Regions from separate parts of the Rattus norvegicus genome. Here region 1 is linked to region 2. Evidence: chromatin contacts called from public Hi-C data. All regions are on one chromosome and are shown on one strand. The core of a region is the stretch at or near the end of the contact, and the rest is flanking DNA. Distances in the headings are between cores, read along the strand shown. Region 1 holds the start of Cldn1 (claudin 1). Region 2 has its middle 8.1 kb from the start of Cldn16.

Region 1 (3,022 bases), core at 258-2,757, 100 kb after region 2:
CTTGCCTACCTACAGATCTTATTTAGGGATCCTTTGTGTTTGAAAAAGCTGAGAGCAGAACCTAGACAATGAGCCCTTGTTTAAATCTCGCTATCTCCAATCTGAGTCCTGTAGTCCTTATACTCCCTAAGTCCCTGACAACACCAGATCTGGGTTTTTATCCCTAAGCTGGTCTGAAAAGAACAGCCAGCACGGGAGTGAGGGTGGTAGGGCTTCTTTGGTTATTGGTGGTTTTATTTTGTTTTTAATGTTTCTACCTGGTGGCAGGCTAGTACTTTTCTTAGCATGTATGGAAGCATCCCTTGTTTTCATTCGTATGTTTATTTCGGCCTTAGATTCTCCTGTTTTTTACTAAAGCCGTAGAAGCTTCTCTTTCCACCACACTCACACCACAGACAAAATAATAGCTGAGAAAACATTTTAATTATTCTCAACCGCAACGTGGGCTTCTGAGTAGCAGCAAACAAGAAAGCTGTATAGACCGGGAGAGGGCAGCTAGAGGCTGCCTAGATCAAAGCCTGCAGAGATGGTTTAACCATTACTGCCTGGTCGGAAGCCAGAGCGCTGAAAAGATACATCATCCAAGCGTGGCTCTTTCACCTGGGAGAGACTGGGGGGGAACTGGCTGGATTCCATCTGATAAGTCTTCACTGCTCGAGCACCTCGAATATGGAGCTGCTAGGCTAAGGAAATTGTTTTAAGGAAAAGGTAGGTGTGTGAGTGTGTGCATGTGCGTGTCTCTCTCTCTCTCTGTGTGTGTGTGTGTGTGTGTGTGTGTGTGTGTGTATGCGCGCGCGCATGAGAGCGCACGAGCATTGGATGTAGTCGATAGTGAGCTGCATTTTCAAAAGGAAGATTAAAAACTAAAAGGATATATATTTTTTCCTAAAAATGCGGTGGGAAGCACACAGATCTGAGAACTAAGTTCTGGATATACTAGAAACCTGCCCTGTGGCACTCTCTGGGTAGCTCTTCCCTGATCTCCAATGCGCCTGGGAGAAATGGGAGAGAAATCTAATGGAATAATCTTGAAGAACAGAGGGGAACACCAGGCCCAAAAATGAAAGAGGAGGAAGCTAATCAAACAAGAGGTGCCCTGAGGAGGAAGGGAATACCGAAGTATCAAGTTAGTTGTATTCCTGAATAAAATATTGAGACGATATTAAAAATGAAAATAGGTTTTTTATCTCCCTCCAGTTTTTTCATCTTTATGGGTTTTTTTGCATTTACACAGATGTAATTTTTGTATTAACTACCGGGTGAAATGAAGAAAATGCCTACCAAGTGCTAGGAGAGACATGAGGAGGAGCGGGTAGGGAAGCCTGATTCTTTTCAGTTGGTCCCCAGGTCGCTCAAAAGTCATCCGCGACCACGCAGGAGGCCTGCGAGGACCCTTGTGGGGATTTGGCCACGAAACCACCAGGGGGCGCTGCATGCCGGGAGGGGCGGAGCTGCTTTAAATCGCAGCGCCGGGCGGTTTGGTGTCCCAGAGAACTCCACCACTTCTCACTTCCAGACTCCACCACCGACCCGGACCAGAAGCCAGGAGCCTCGCCCGCAGCCGCACAGGGAGCAGGGGTATCAGCGCTAACCTCCTGGCTGAGACTCCATCACCTTCGGGGAGCCCAAGCGCGCACTTTGCAAACTCCGCTTTCTGCACCTGCCACTGAGCCTCAGAAAAGAGCCATGGCCAACGCGGGGTTGCAGCTTCTGGGTTTCATCCTGGCTTCGCTGGGATGGATCGGCTCTATCGTCAGCACTGCCCTGCCCCAATGGAAGATTTACTCCTATGCTGGGGACAACATCGTGACTGCTCAGGCCATCTACGAGGGACTGTGGATGTCCTGCGTTTCGCAAAGCACCGGGCAGATACAGTGCAAAGTCTTCGACTCCTTGCTGAATCTGAATAGTGAGTGCACCCTCATCCTCCAATCCTCTCCACTCTCCCCAGCCCTCTCTATCCCCACTCCCCAGCCTCGGAGCCCTTGTCCTCTGTAGTAGCTTCATTCAGCCAGAGCTGCCCTGGGATTATAGGAGGCTAACCTCAAAGTTGGTCAAGGCTTCTCAGCATGTGTTCTGTTGGTCTGTTGTGAGAAAGCAGAGAGAACCGAGAACCAGAGCTTCAGGTCAAAGCCCTAGATTTGCCTCTAAGTCTCTCTGCTTGGCACCCTCTGCCCTTTTAGGTGTGATTTTTTTCCCCATCAAATTCCAATCAAGGTGGGGGAGATTGGGAGAATGAAGACCACTGTGTAACTTAGACTTTTGGGCTTATTCTGCACATTCATTCTAGGAGGGTTTGAACAAGAAAATGGCACACTTTATAGGTTTTCAAGCCTTGAGTGGATTTTTTTTTTTTTACTTGTTTCAAGACTTTTTCCAAGTCACAGTTAAGGTTTACTCTTTCGGTCTTTTGGGTTTCCTCCTTGAAGAACCACTTGAGATCCACCCCCACCCCCACTCCGCTCCCCCAAAGGCTTAGGATCTGCAGAAGAGTCAGCTTCTGCAGTACAAGTTTAGAATGAGACCGGGGGGGGGGGGGGGGGCTGGTGGCATCTGGGGAGTGGGTCACTAAAGAGAATGATTCTGAATAACCCCGGCGGCATGTCGAAGAAAGGTTATTCTCACGTTTTGCCTTCTGTAAAGGAATGTCTGTGCACTGATGGACTGCTCCTCATATGTAAAGTGAGAAAGGCATGTGTAGGCAGGGACATTTCTACTGATTCTAGAAAGACAGGTGATAAAATGTGTTCGCCTTCACTTTCGGCTAAAACTTTTTTCAGTGCTCTGTCAGAAAGCCACTCAACTCCTACAGGTCATTTCCTCTTCCTGGAGAAATCACATTGGATGTGTTCTGTGGGTCTGCCCTGCCCTTTAATTCACAGGACGAAGAGTTCCCTTAGCCTTTGCCTAAGGTATTCCACAGTCCTCTGGGAATGCTGCTGTGAACAGTGCTAGCACTGCCCCTGTCTTATGAGAGCGAAGCTCTTCATCTGTCCCAGCAGAAGCACTTCGATTTATAGTT
Region 2 (2,777 bases), core at 18-2,517:
AGGGAGCACGGAGGGCGCAGGGAGCACGGAGGGCGCAGGGAGCACGGAGGGCGCAGGGAGCACGGAGGGCGCAGGAACCACGGAGGGCGCACGGACCACGGAGGGCGCAGGGACCACGGAGGGCGCAGGGACCACGGAGGGCGCAGGGACCACGGAGGGCACAGGGACCACGGAGGGCGCAGGGACCACGGAGGGCGCAGGGACCACGGAGGGTGCAGGGACCACGGAGGGTGAAGATACAAGGAATCATGGGTCTATGTCATCTGGCTCTTCTCCACAGTCCATCATGGAGTGTTGGCAGCTTGAACACAGTAAGGTACAACTTCCTCCCAGCACACACTTCAGGACAGCTGACTGTGCAAAGCGTGACACCAGGTTCGGGGGCATCAGAAAGAATGAAAATTGAAGACTTTCTCTCAGTCCTTGAGACGTGTGCCTTTTGGTGAGAAGGTAAAGTACACAAAGCACTGAGAGAAAGCAAGGTGCTCCATCTAGGTAACCGACATCAGTCTTGACTGTGTGTGTGTGTGTGTGTGTCTGTCTGTCTGTCTATCTCTATCTATCTATCTATCTATCTGTCATCTGTCTATCTATCTAGTTCTCTATCATCTATCTATCTATCTATCCATCCATCTATCTATCTATCTATCTATCTATCTACCTATCTACCTATCTATCTATTTTTGAGGCAAGGTATTTCTCCATATTCCTGGCTGTCTTAAGATCCTGAAGCCAGCCTAGAACTCACAGAGATCTGGCAAAGTGGTGTAATTAAATGTGTGAGCTACCACCTTGATTTCTAATACTCTGTTTATAAGGGGACCAGGGACACCAGTAAGAACTATAAAATAATAAACGTGAAGCATAATACCATTATGGGAGTATGTGAGTGATATTTACAAAATATTTTCAAATTTATTATCTAGTCAAGATGCGTGACGATAGACATCTTGGTTTTGGTTTCTAGTGCATCCCACACACTAAGAGCTCTGCCTGACACATAGTAATCCCTCAAAAGATATATATAAAATTTTCTATAAGCTTGCACGTTCCCACATTTGACAGGTGAAGCAGTATTGATTTTCTTCTAAAATATCCAATCCCCTAAACTGTGGAAGCAACCTTGTCACCTTTGCTCCAGAGCCAGATGGCCTATGACATCACTAAGACAGTCACTTAGGGTATTCACTACTCTCCCTGTGTCTCATGACTCAGTGTTGACACAGATCCTGGCTGAGGTGTTGGAGACACCTGCTGATACCCGTAGTCACTCCCACACCGGCTCTGTAAAAGGACACAATTGCGAAACTGCAAACACTGCAGTTGGCCTTTCAGTCTGCAGGTGGAAGCAGCCTCGCATTTTCCGTTGAGCCTAAGGAGATGTTTCTGTGCTGACTCATGTTTCCTCAGTGTCACAAGACACTTCTGTATGCAGGAAAACAGGGGTATGAACCCTTGGAATCGTCGCACCCTTTTTCATGCCTAGCATTTGGCGGGAACATCTACACAATCGTAATCAATTACTGCTGTTGAAGAGAACCTGTGCTGGCTATAACTAATGGCAAAATAAATCACTGGTTTATAGGTCTAACTGCACAGTCATAGCAATCCGAGTTCAGGCCATGCTCATTAATAATGTCAAGCCTTCGGCAAGCTATTAAGTATGTCCCATGGGGCCTCCCTGCCTGCAAACTACGAATTATGAACTGTTTCATGAAATGATGGAAAATAATTAGTATTTAGAGATGGTCTATGTAGTATACAAAATGCAATAAATAGCCATCGAATTATAGCTACTGTGATTTACACGCTTCAACTGTGATCAAAGCTGTTAGGTCAAAGGCAGGTCTCTATCGGTCAACCTGCAGGGCTACCTGCAGCAGGCGCACTAAACAGACAAGTGGTGCTGAAAAGCTAGAGGATGAATTTCTTCAATGTTACTGCAATAGTCTGAGGAACAAAGATGTCCAGTGTCTGTCTCCCTACCATTGAGACCCCTTGTTGAATTATCTCCAGTTTCTCCTGTAATGATATCAAAACATTGTTAGTAGTATATGTAATCTATTTCTGCAAAATAATTTCTTCTATAGCTTGCCCTGAGACTCCAGTCTTTTAACTCACCGGGGTGAGAAATTCCAGTTCCTTGAGAGCAAATTTTCAATAGTCCAATACTCAAATACAGGCACCAAAATGTCTTTCTTCCAACCTAATATACAAAGGCTGGACCTAGGCCTCCCTGCACATATGTAGCAGCTGTGCAGCTTAGTTTTCGTGTGATTTCCAAACAACTGTAGTCTGGGGCTATCTCAAAAAATGTTGCCTGTACATGGGCTATGTTCTACTAGCTTGTCTGCCTGTGAGTCTCAGTGGGAGAGGAAGCTCCTAGTCATGAAGAGTTGAAGTCCAAGGGTTGGGAGGATACCCAGAGGGACCCCTACCTACTCAGAAAAGAAAGGGAAATGGAGGGGTGATTGTAGGAGGGTGTGATTGGGAGGGGGCAGTGAACAGTATATAAACTGAATAAGTTAAAAATAATGTTAAATTAAAAAAAGAAATATCTTGCTTCTTGCCAGGAGAGTTACAGTACTTTGTTTTATTTGTGTGTGCCATATGTTGTATGTATATATATGTGGACATGTGTGTATGTATATGATGTATATGTGTATATGCACTTGATCCATATCTATACATAAAATAACTTAATGAGTTGTCAACACAGTTAACAAAAAATGTAACTGTAGAATAATTAATTTCTTCTCTCCCATAGTTCGTTCAAG

What was found. Hi-C and Micro-C count contacts between places; a contact is called where the count stands out from the background.
Region 1: a Hi-C map of hepatocytes shows a contact between it and region 2, with 2.1 times the contacts expected there. The contact joins the promoter of Cldn1 here to the enhancer-like site in region 2. A contact is called at or near these places in 4 of 12 Hi-C or Micro-C datasets (hepatocytes, kidney, liver and 1 more).

Annotation. Positions count from the first base shown.
Region 1 is chr11:87,924,869-87,927,890 of GRCr8, forward strand. It overlaps Cldn1 (claudin 1), which reads left to right and starts at 1,508. Exons shown (of 4, transcript NM_031699.3): 1 at 1,508-1,909. The coding sequence starts at 1,687.
Region 2 is chr11:87,821,139-87,823,915 of GRCr8, forward strand. No RefSeq gene overlaps it. Among named protein-coding and RNA genes, the nearest start is that of Cldn16, 8.1 kb to the left of the region's middle. Within about 2 kb of position 1,268, at least 5 of the 93 cell types and tissues checked have an H3K27ac peak or open chromatin away from gene starts, as enhancers often do. A contact at or near this core is called in hepatocytes, where this site is marked.